Linked DNA regions of Zea mays: regions 2 and 3 are each linked to region 1. The links are chromatin contacts, called in public Hi-C maps. All regions are on one chromosome and are shown on one strand. Each heading gives the region's core, a stretch centred on a gene start, on an enhancer-like site or on the middle of the called end of the contact. The rest is flanking DNA. Distances are from core to core; before and after follow the strand shown.

What was found. A called contact is a pair of places that touch in the nucleus more often than the background predicts.
Region 2: a contact with region 1 is called in a Hi-C map of leaf, with 6 times the contacts expected there. The contact joins the promoter of LOC103650483 here to the promoter of HMT-3 in region 1. A contact is called at or near these places in 14 of 25 Hi-C or Micro-C datasets (bundle sheath, ear, endosperm and 6 more) and 1 of 3 datasets of contacts at active chromatin or transcription factors (seedling).
Region 3: a Hi-C map of ear shows a contact between it and region 1, with 3 times the contacts expected there. The contact joins the enhancer-like site here to the promoter of HMT-3 in region 1. A contact is called at or near these places in 6 of 25 Hi-C or Micro-C datasets (bundle sheath, ear, endosperm and 2 more).

The regions. Positions count from the first base shown.
Region 1 is chr3:122,379,415-122,383,232 of Zm-B73-REFERENCE-NAM-5.0, forward strand. HMT-3 (Homocysteine S-methyltransferase 3) reads left to right here and starts at 2,201. Exons shown (of 7, transcript NM_001111543.2): 1 at 2,201-2,510; 2 at 3,568-3,624; 3 at 3,708-3,818. The coding sequence starts at 2,331.
Region 2 is chr3:122,044,385-122,048,202 of Zm-B73-REFERENCE-NAM-5.0, forward strand. LOC103650483 (paired amphipathic helix protein Sin3-like 4) reads left to right here and starts at 1,911. Exons shown (of 12, transcript XR_004857182.1): 1 at 1,911-2,673; 2 at 2,753-2,851; 3 at 2,960-3,121; 4 at 3,459-3,818.
Region 3 is chr3:122,105,032-122,108,849 of Zm-B73-REFERENCE-NAM-5.0, forward strand. No RefSeq gene overlaps it. Among protein-coding and RNA genes, the nearest start is that of LOC103650483, 61 kb to the left of the region's middle. Within about 2 kb of position 2,015, at least 10 of the 20 cell types and tissues checked have an H3K27ac peak or open chromatin away from gene starts, as enhancers often do. A contact at or near this core is called in ear, leaf and tassel, where this site is marked.

The DNA.
Region 1 (3,818 bases), core at 951-3,450:
AGCACATAGTCATAACTTCATTTTAAAGTTCATTTTATAGTATCCCTTCCTTTCCTTGGTTAGTTTAGTTTTGACACCAAACAGCCTCATCAGTACCTGGTACTTCTTTTTTGGAAGGCTACCTGATGCTTTTTCATTTGTGCCAAGTAAATTGACCCATAGTGGTTACATATGTGATCCAGTTCACATGCACTAGCCCTACATCAACATGAGAGACAGTACCATCATGCATATCTACTAGGACTCCATGATCCACATAACCATGTTGCCAACTTGGAAACATTCCTCATTATCATCACATGTTGGCCAAGATAATAAAAGCAATAAGGTCCATCTTCAACAAGGACAGGACGAACGAGCTTCAGTACATCTGAATCCCTTAACATGACTTTACACTTTACTCCATCACTGAATACATGTGTGACAAGATCAAATGCTCTTAGCACTCGCCCAATCCATGGCCCCATAACAAAGCAGTCACCGGAAACAAAAGATCTCACTCTTGACAGCTTCTTGCTGTTTGCATCTTTAAATGTCACCTGAGCTTGTCTCCAAGTCAACAAACATTACAACACCAACAGCACATCCCAACTAACCTGAGGGATTAGAAACAGGGCAGACTATGTTGCTGAGTAAAATTGAACTGGTGACAGTGTATCCAAACCCAAAGTGACTACTATGTTGCTGAGTAAAAATGAGGTGAAACGACTATATTCATATATGTTAGTGAAATGGTTGGCACGACCCCTGTACTTGTTCATGGTATATGGATAACTGTCAATGTTGTTGGTGATCCAACTATGTTTGGTGAATGGAAACGAGATGGCTCTAATGGCTGGGCGGATCAAGTATGGAAAAAGTGTGTAGCTTCGGAAATAGTTGTTGCCACCTGTAGTCCAAAGTATATCAATATCTTCCAACATCCGAGAAAATTTAAAAGATAGGATTCATCAACAGACCATTAAATATTGTTTTTGATATGCATAACCAATGACTTGTGAGTATTATTAGGCGAGGTAACTAGAAAATTCATTATCCTATGAATTAAATAGCAATTTTTAGATGAGTGTCTGGTAGCCCTAATTGTGGGAAGTAGAAACTCTCAAGAGCATAATAGTATGATTTCTGTGGGGATTTAAACCTGTTGCCTTGCTGTGCAAGACCTGAACATGTTAAAGACCACTAATACTGCTTGATATTAGTAGTCTATTTATAATTGGCTGGTATAGCGCCTAATAGGGCGCGGTCTATTTCTAGTGGCATTGAAAGGAACATATTATCTATATCGACAGCAGGAATAAGATGTGTCTAGATGACAGTAACAGCACCGAGAGGAGGGTAAAAAATCTGAGTAGTTGGCAGCGAGAGAGATCTGTAATTTGAGATGACACAAGGGAAGGGACAGGCGGACAGCGCTACAGGTTGGCGACGGCAGAAATTTCACCTACGAATGCGGGTAGGTGCATTACCGCTGCCAATTTTGTGGGTAGGTGCACTGAACCCGCACGCACGCACCGCCGCTGCCGCGCACGTATCATGCATGCTCTGGTTGCCGCCTTGGCTGTCGTTTGTTATCTGCTGACGACGCGCTCACGGGGAGAGTCGCGGTCACGCAAGGTTTGGTACAGGCTGACCGAGGGTGACATCTTTAAAATTCATACTAGTAGTAGTAATACGTTCCCATAAGAATATAATTTAATTTGAAATATCGTCGCTGTGACCGTGACCGAGTTGAGAACCGAAATTTCTTTAGCGGTAATAATATGATATATTGGCGGAACTGAACACGAAAGACCATGGTGGCATGAAAAATGTGGGCATTTTCAGGAGAGCGGCCATCCGTAAAGCACGTTATTTTTGACTCACTCATACATACTGTACATATAGATATAGACTCGAATAATCTCGCAGTCTTGTATATATTAGTCATTTCTATTAGCTTCAGATTTAGACCATATTTGTTTACCCTCAAGTTTAAATAAGTTAAGAGACAAATAAACAATATATATTATTATTACTTATTAGATGGAATTATATATAATATATATATATATCTAAATTATGATATCTATAAGCTAGATTATATAATCTTAAAATGAAATAAACAGTACCCTGTTTAGAATCTCTACCTAATAGTTCGCTGTTAACATTATTAAGCTGTTTAGAATGAACGATTATGAACAGAAAAAAGCTAAAACAAAAAAAAAAATAGAGTAGACTCGCCAGCCAGGCAGCCACCCTCACCCTGGTCTGGTCTCCTCTCCAAGCGGGCAGCGCTCCTCCAAACTGAACCCTATCCTAGCACGAGTGCACGTCGGTGGCAGCAGGAGATGGTGGGGACGGCGGAAGGCGGCGCGGAGAGGGCGGTGCGGCGGTGGGTGGACGCCGCCGGCGGGCGCCTGGTCCTGGACGGCGGGCTGGCCACGGAGCTCGAGGCCAACGGCGCCGACCTCAACGACCCGCTCTGGAGCGCCAAGTGCCTCCTCTCCTCCCCGCACCTCATCCGCAAGGCAAGCCCGCCCGCCCGCCCGCGACCCTCCTTAAGGCTACCCTCACTCTTCGTACGAGGCCGCCCCATTCGGCCGCCGTCCCGTGCTATCCCCTAATGGAAAGTTGTTGGGTGCTTTCTGGCGATCTGTTTGATTGGATCTCCGCCCTCTGTTCTTCGACTTCGAGCCAGGGAGGACCCAAGCACGCGGCGATGCGGCCGTGCTGCCTGCCTTTTTTTTATTTGCCCCCTCTTTTTGTTCCTTCTATATTCGGAACACTTAACTAGTGACGAGCCGAGATTTTGGCCTGGCGTGGGTGGGATCGACGGGTCACTACTTGTTAATACGGTCTACTAATTTATTGCAAGGTAATGTAGTGGGGATGCTTTCTTTTTGTTTTCATGGTCCGAGGGTCTTGGAAGGAAATAGCGTCGCAGCAAAAGAATGTATTTGAGAACGTCCCCACAGCTACTACCGCATCGTGCACAGGACAGTGGCATGTCCTCCTATGCGTATGGGTATGTTGCGGAGATTGGAATGAATAGAGCCCATGCTTGCTGTCGAATTGGCTCGTGCGTCAAGGGACGAAGCTTATGCTAGCGACTGAATTTGGTGACTGGTTCAGGAATATAACTTTATTCTGTCTGATGATTTTGAGCTTGCCCTGGATCAGAACATTCTTGTTCTTATCCAGACTTGTCCCCAGCTGAGTCCTTCACTGTCGACTTCATAAATCAGAACTCATGTTTGACCCACCCAATTCATTGTGGAGGCTAGACATGTACGTCCGGGGAAAGGTGTTTATGTGATTTATTTCCGAAGGTAGTTCTGGGCTAGTATATGTGAACTTCTACTCTAATTAACAGTGAATAACCCGGATGCTATTATCTTAACAGAACTGAATAGCAATTTCGCAGTCGTGATGTCTGTTCAAATCCCTTATTTGTTCTTTACCTAACCAACGAATTATGTACTTTTGTATTTTCATTTAAATAAACCATTCTTGTTTCATTGGGCAAACAGTCATTTTCAGACTACCATGACACATTAATAACCCTTTATGTATTTGGTGAACCAGGTCCATATGGACTACCTAGAAGCTGGGGCGAACATTATAATCACAGCATCGTATCAGGTTCGGTGCTGTAAACACCCAACTTTTCAGCTTCATGTGATGTTCATTTGTCAGTGATACTGACAGTCGTCTTGGGACCGCAGGCCACTATCCAAGGGTTTGAATCAAAGGGCTTTTCAAAAGAACAAAGTGAAAACTTGTTAACAAAGAGTGTTCAGATTGCACTGGAAGCCCGTGAGATGTTCTTGAAGGAA
Region 2 (3,818 bases), core at 661-3,160, 340 kb before region 1:
CCAGTAGACCCAAAAAGTTTGCGCTTGGCGCTAAAAACATTTTTACCAAACTTGGCACATTTGGTTGATCTGACTTTGAATAGGTGGATGGTTCGCTATTGATAGTCGGACGGTACGCACGGGTGTCGAAGAGTACTTTATTTTTCTTCGGACGATCCGTAGTTCTTCTCAAATCAACATCGTTCCTGTCCAAACCTATTTTTAAGTATCGCGAACAGTCTACCAGTAGGCCTAGGCGGTCCGTGCCTTCGATTTTCTGGATTTTATCTTTTGATGTATATCCTTATGAACCTGTGACCATATACTTGACAAAATAGTTACTTCACAAGATTGTGATGGTCATTAAGCACCAAAACAAATATAGAAATGGCTTTAAGGCCAATTTCCCTTTCAATGCTCACAATAATAGGTCAAGTGGTGTTGCCAAACACATTGACATAAAGTACTATGTTGTGAAAGATAAGGTCCGGTATCAAATTATAAGTCTTGAGCATATAAAAACTGAAAAGATGCTTGTGGACCCGCTTACAAAATGCTTACCACCCAACATGTTCAGAGAACAAGTAGTCGGCATGTGTTTAAGGGAAAGCCTATGATTCCTAGACAATAAAAGGGCCCAAAGTTAAAGTAACTGTTTCGAACCAGAGACATGTATTGTAGTTGTTAAATCAATCAATGATTGACCATGATGATGAAACATGCTCTATGCACTTATCTGTGATGGAACTAGTCAAGTGAAAAATGTTAAAGTTAAAGTTTAAAGTAAAGATGAGATTAGGGGGATGTTGGACTGTTCTCCACCAAGATAGCCCAATTGTCATCTTGGGCCTTTGATCTGCACCCTAATCGAGGGCGTCCAACACTACATGGTTGGTGGCTCCCATCACATTCAACTATAAGGAAGGAGGCCGGCGACTAAATGCATGTTGTTCGTCTGAGCCGTACTCTCCACCGACAAAACCTTAACACTAATCCACGAGGGTGCGCAGCCAATGATGGGAAACCACCACCGATCTTCACCGTCACCAACGTCGCTTCCCCGACCGTTGCTATACTAGCACAAAACTTCACTGATGAACGAGATGGTAGTGAACACCACACCCATGATCCCCACCAAGGGTATTATTTTATGGTTTAATATCTAGTGGTTAGGACACATGATTTAGTCGTTTTAGGTTTGTCCTAAGTCAAACTATTTTAGCTATGATCAATAATATATATAAGATTAAATTATTTTAAACTAAAAGAATTACATAGTATGGTAGTTTAAGTCACGATAAATCTAATAACTTTTTTTTATTTTGTAAAATCTTATAAAACATCCAGTATAACCAATGGAAATTGACAATGATTGACATAGAACAAACCCAAAATGACTAAATCATGTGGACGGATGGAGTATTTGATGAGCAAGAAAGGCCTAGATCTAGTTCTAATACCGATATCTTTATATATTAAAGCATGCTTGACATATCAAACTATCCACGTCAGTCAAAAGATAATAATGTCTGTCGGATCTTTTAACTGTTGAAAATCTGGTCGTCCGATATTAAAGAATTGCCTTTAACTGACCTATCAAACTATCCACGTCACTCGAAACACAACGTCCGTTGGATCATTTAATTTTTTCAACACGCCTAGGATATACGTCGGTTACTAGTTTTATTGAAATTATCTGTCTCTAAGATCGTATCCAATAGTTCAGTTATATGGTTTTGTATTACAGACTACACTATTTATATAATAAAGTTTAAATATATATATATAAAGATTAGTAAACTGCTGAAGATAGCCTAACTAATTAATCAGACTATCCACATCACTCAAAATACACTGTCCGTTGGATCGTTTAGCCGTGGAAAATCTAGATGAAGATGAGGACCAGCAACTGAAACTCTTCTAGCCCGGCGCCACCGCTAGTTATTATAAATAAACGCTGCTCAGCCTGAGTTCACTTCCCACGCGGTTTTTGTGTTTGCTGCCGCCGCGGTTTCCATTGCTTCTCCCGTCGCTAGGGCGCTCGTGAATACGTGATCCATCGTCTCCATCTCCGTCTGGTGTGGTGAGGTTTGAGAGACTCGAGGTGTGAGCGTCGCTTCGTCTGGAATCGGCTCTCTCATTTGTTAGATAGATCCTTCTATCTCCCCACGTTTGGGCGTCGCTTCGTCGGCTGCGACTTGCGAGACGCCGGCGCCGCCGGCGCCGGTGGACGAAGGCGATCAAGGATTAGGCGATCCGATCCGATCCGAACCAATTCTCCATTCTTCGATTCCTTCCTTGGGTGGGCGGCTGCCCTCAGATTCCTTCCACATGGCTCGTTCCCCGCCGCCGCCACCCCCTTCCCCGGCGCAAGGGAACGGGAACGGGAGTGGGAGCGGGAGCCTCACCGCCAGAGACGCCCTCGCCTACATCAAGGCCGTCAAGGACAACTTCCAGGAAAAGCGGCACACGTACGAACAGTTCCTCCAGGTCATGCGTGATTTTAAGAGCAACAGGCTCGACAGCGCCGGCCTGATCGCCCGTGTCAAGACCCTCTTCCACGGCTACCCGGACCTAGTCCTCGGCATCAACGCCTTCCTGCCCAAGGGGCATGCCATCAGGCCTCAGGACCTCAGCGAGGACAAGGAGCCCGTCGATTATCCCAGGGCCATCAACCTTGTCAACAGGATTAAGGTCTGCTGTCTCTCCCTCCCTCCCTATTGCCTCAATCATGCATCCTTCTCATTACCTTACCTATCCCTCTCTCTCTCAGATACGATTCCAGCAGGAGGAACATGTCTACAAGTCATTCCTGGGAATCCTCAGTATGTACCGCATGGATAACAAGCCCATTCAAGATGTTTACGACGAGGTACCAATATCATGCTTTCTCTCCACACGTCCTTTTTGTGCTATGACATTGCCAGTGCGTAATTCTCTTCTGCTTTGCTTTGAATGACCTTTTGTCTCCTACCTGCAGGTCACCTTGCTGTTCCACGGCCATCCAGATTTACTCGAGGAGTTCACTCATTTCTTGCCTGATACGCCCATACCTCCTCCGGAGGCAGGCACTACCTCTAAAGTTAGGAATGATGACAAGAATGCTATAACGCATTCTGCCATGAGAGCTCAGACAGTTCAGGTGAATCAACAAATTATAGAATTTTCAATTCTAGTTGCTTCTTCAATTGCTATATTTTTACTCTCCTCCAACAATGTAGGCCATATCCTTTTTAGGACAGTCTCCACAATTGCGATAACACTAAGATAATCTTAAATTTCCTTTGTATGTGAATCTATTGATGGCACTTTTTTTTGTACACTGAACTGGTAAATAGGTTGGCAAATTGTTGTTCAAATGTTACATACTTTGACTTATTCAAATCAAATATTTGTTACTTTTGTGAACAGAGTGATTTGTTCCTGCATTTACCTTTAAACTTCAAGATGCTATGTTCTTATCTTCTCTATATCTCCAGAGGGAGAGAGCTCTTCCATCAGCTGCTGATTCGGACTCCAGTGTTGATCGCCTTGATCTTGAGCATGATATTCAAAAGGGGTGTATTGGGAAGGACAAAGTCCGTAATGCCTGCCACGGTCAACATAGAAGATATTATAAAAGGAATAGGAAGAATGACAAATATGAAAACGAAGATTTGGATGCAGAACAATCTGGTCCCAAATCTCAAAGAAAGGTGGAGGGTACCGGTGATGATACACCAGGGGTTGCTACCATGTCCTCATTCAATTGTAACGAGGGGGACAGCGATCCTGAGAAAGAGTCTAAAGTTAGGAATGATGACAAGAATGCTATAATGCATTCTGCCATGAGAGCTCAG
Region 3 (3,818 bases), core at 765-3,264, 270 kb before region 1:
CTTAGTTTAAATGCAATATCTATTAGATCCCATTTATTAGATTTATTGCGCCTAAAATATCGTTTTATCCATAAATTCTTTGTTTTAGCTCCGATTTTAATGGTTCTCGAACCTACGCTCTCGTACCATCGCGTAGAATATTTTTTACGTTGTTTGTTCTCATGTTTGATGTACTGTTATTTTATGTGATCCTTGTCTATTTGTATGTATTGCTACGAATAGCGGTGAGGTCACAAGAATCCGAAGACCAAGTTGATGTCTGGGAATCTCGAGTCTAAGGCAAGTTGTGCCCTTGATCACTTTTCTTTACCTAATAATGTTCCTTTTAATCACTGTGACATGCTCATGTTAATTTGATGGGACCTAATAGGTTTCCCTAGCATTGTTATCCTCCACCTTGCAAACAGATGAACTTTTGGGTAGATTTGCTATTGCTCTACCTTGTTTTGAGAAATTAACGTTTTATTATGATCATGTTCCAATTATGTTATTTTAATTATTGTTCATGATAAGATCATCATGTTAATTGGAACATGGAGAACCACCCGGGAAAACAGTGCTACCACAAGGGTGGTATGAGACGCCATTAGCTGACTAATTAGGAAAGCTAGTGGAAGACTACCTTACCTAAAAGGGGCAATGGTGGTAGAGGAGCTGCGTATAGGGAGTTTCTCGGGTCGATCACGCTGCGATGACTTTTCGGACGAGGGATTCCTATATTTCCCTTCTCAAAAATCGTAGCAAGTTTTTGAAAGCTAGTAGAACTTTATAAATGCCTCGTATTGGTACCCTGCCTCTTCTCCTCAGCAGAGATGAATGGGAAGTCGCAATCCCTTGGCAAATGAGTAACACGGCTTGTGGGTAAAGATGCGTGATCTCTGCAGAGTGTAAAACTGGTATATCGGCCGTGCTCACGGTCATGAGCAGCTCGGACCCTCACATGAGTAATTTATGGAACTAAACTTAATTTGTCATATGCATTGCATTGTGGGTGTTATTATTAATTTTGATCTCTTATTTAATTGGGTTGGTATCTACTTATACTTAGTAACTGCTAATAAAATTTTGACCAACTTTAAAAGCAACACTCAGCTTTAACCATCTTCTTTGGTAAGCCTTACACTTCACATGAGCTCCCACCTTTGGTAAGTTCATGCACATTATTTTCCACAACTTGTTGAGCCATGAACGCATGTGAGCTCACCCTTGTTGTACTCATATCCTCCTAGGTCAAGAACAGGGACCACAGGATGAGACGCATGAATGATGCTGTGATGAGTTCGTGAGTGGTCTAGGTCGTCGTCTCCCAGTCAACTATGGTTGCTGGATTGTTGTCTTCGTATGATGTAATTATTTAACTATTTTGTACACAACTTCTTTATATATTAAAGATGTGACATTCGTTTATGTACCATGTGTTATCATATGTGTGAGACTTGATCCCAGCACACTTAGTGAAGTTCGCGCCCGGGTTTTGGACCCCAAATTTGGGATTTTGGTAAAACTCTTTCAAAATCTTTGGTAAATATATTTTTCTTGTAAGCGAATTAGAAAGATTCTCATATAAATTATACTTTGAAATATTTTCTAAAGCTTTAAAACTAAAATATTCTTTATGGAGATTATGTTCTCTTAAAATAAGTAGGTAATAAGACATTGAATTTTGAGTGTGCCTTTAATTAGACTATGCATTCAAAAGAGTGTTTTCTTAAATAGATTGTTTTTGTGTGTGCGCGCATTATATATTTGAAGCAATTATTCAAATAGATAAGATAATAAATAAACAAAAATAAAAATAAACCCTGCATCGCATTCTGAGATTTTTGTTTGCGCATTCAGCCTGAGTTTGAAGTTCGAAACTGAATTTGGGATTCAAACTTGAACAAAGGAAAACATAAATAAGTAAAAGAATAAAAAAAAGTGACCGAAGCTTACCGGACCAGCCCATCCAACCCCAAAGGTAGCCCACGTTCCTTTTTATTTTTTTCTATTTCTAGCCTCAATTTGGGTCACCTAATGTAATCATCCAATTTTTTTTTCTATGTCGCTGGACGCTGGCTCGCTGTGTAGTGGGCCGGATTGGCTATCTTCTTTCCCGGATGATCGCTCGAGTTTGTCAACAGACTCGTTTTCATAACCGCCGTCGGCCGAATCCATTGCGGTCCGATCAGATTTTCCTCGCCCTTGATGGTCTTGGCACTATATATGTTCGCCGCTACCCTCTGTTCAGCCATCTGTGCCAGCGTCGTGGGGCATCGAAGTAGTAGAACGAGCGTAGCTAAGAGCGGGGCCGCCACGGTCAAGAGATCGACGTCAAACGCTGTGAGCCTAGAGAAGAGAGAGAGAAGCCGCGGAGGATGATGGACACTGCCATGGGCACTTCTCGCTGCGCGCCCAAGTAGAGCTACTGTAGGCGAGGAGGGATGCCTGCGTCAACAGATCACATACGAAAAAGGTAGAATATGGCCACACCAAGATCCCATATATTACGTCTATTTATCATGTAATTCTTTACGTGACCTCGATCTAACCAATCAGATCGTGTCATGTTATTTATTTCTTGACATCTCAACTAATTTATTATAAATGTGATATCTTCTAAGTCAAATAATTTATTTTAATCTGTTCAAGTTATGTTAGGTTCATATTAATTTTGCGTACGTAGTAATAACTTTGTTTTAATTATGCCACATGTTTTAATTAATTGATTAATTACTTATTTAATTAATGTTAATTAGCTAGATAATCTAGTTAATCTAATTTATAGTTCTAATCTACGCATCTTATAAATAATTGTTAATGATTAATACCAACTCAAATATTTTAATTTAATACCAGCTTAGTTTAAATGCAATATCTGTTAGATCTCATCTATTAGCTTATTGCATCTAAAATATTGTTTTATCCATAAATTCTTTGTTTTAGCTCCGATTTTAATGGTTCTCGAACCTACGCTCTCGTAGCATCGCGTAGAATATTTTTTACGCTGTTTGTTCTCATGTTTGATGTACTGTTATTTTTATGTGATCCTTGTCTATTTGTATGTATTGCTACGAATAGCGGTGAGGTCACGAGAATCCCAAGACCAAGTTGATACCTAGGAATCTCGAGTCTAAGGCAAGTTGTGTCCTTGATCACTTTTCTTTACCTAATAATGTTCCTGTTAATAGTGACACTATGACATACTCGAATTAATTTGATGGGACCTAATAGGTTTCCCTAGCATTGTTATCCCACACCTTGCAAACAAATGAACTATTGGGTAGATTTGCTATTGCTTTATCTGGTTTTGGGAAATTAATGTTTTTTAAGATCATGTTCCAATTATGTTGTTATTTTAATTACTGTTCATGATAAGGTCATCATGTTAATCGGAACATGGAGAACCACCCGAGAAAACAGTGCTACCACAAGGGTGGTATGAGACGCCATTGGCTGACTAATTAGGAAAGCTAGTGGAAGACTAACTTACCTGAAAGAGGCAAGGGCGGTAGAGGAGCTTCGTATAGGGAGTTTCTCGGGTCGATCATGTTGCGATGACTTTTTGGACGAGGGATTCCTATATTGCCCTTCTCAAAAACCGTAGCGGGTTTTTGGAAGCTAGTGGAACTTTGTAAAGGCCTCGTAGTGGTACCCTACCTCGTCTCCTTGGTAGAGATGAATGCGAAGTCGCGATCCCTTGGTAAATGAGTAACACGACTTGTGGGTAAAGATGTGCAACCTCTGTAGAGTGTAAAACTGGTATATCAGACGTGCTCACGATCATGAGCAGCTCGGACCCTCACATGAGTAATTTATGGAACTAAACTTAATTTGTC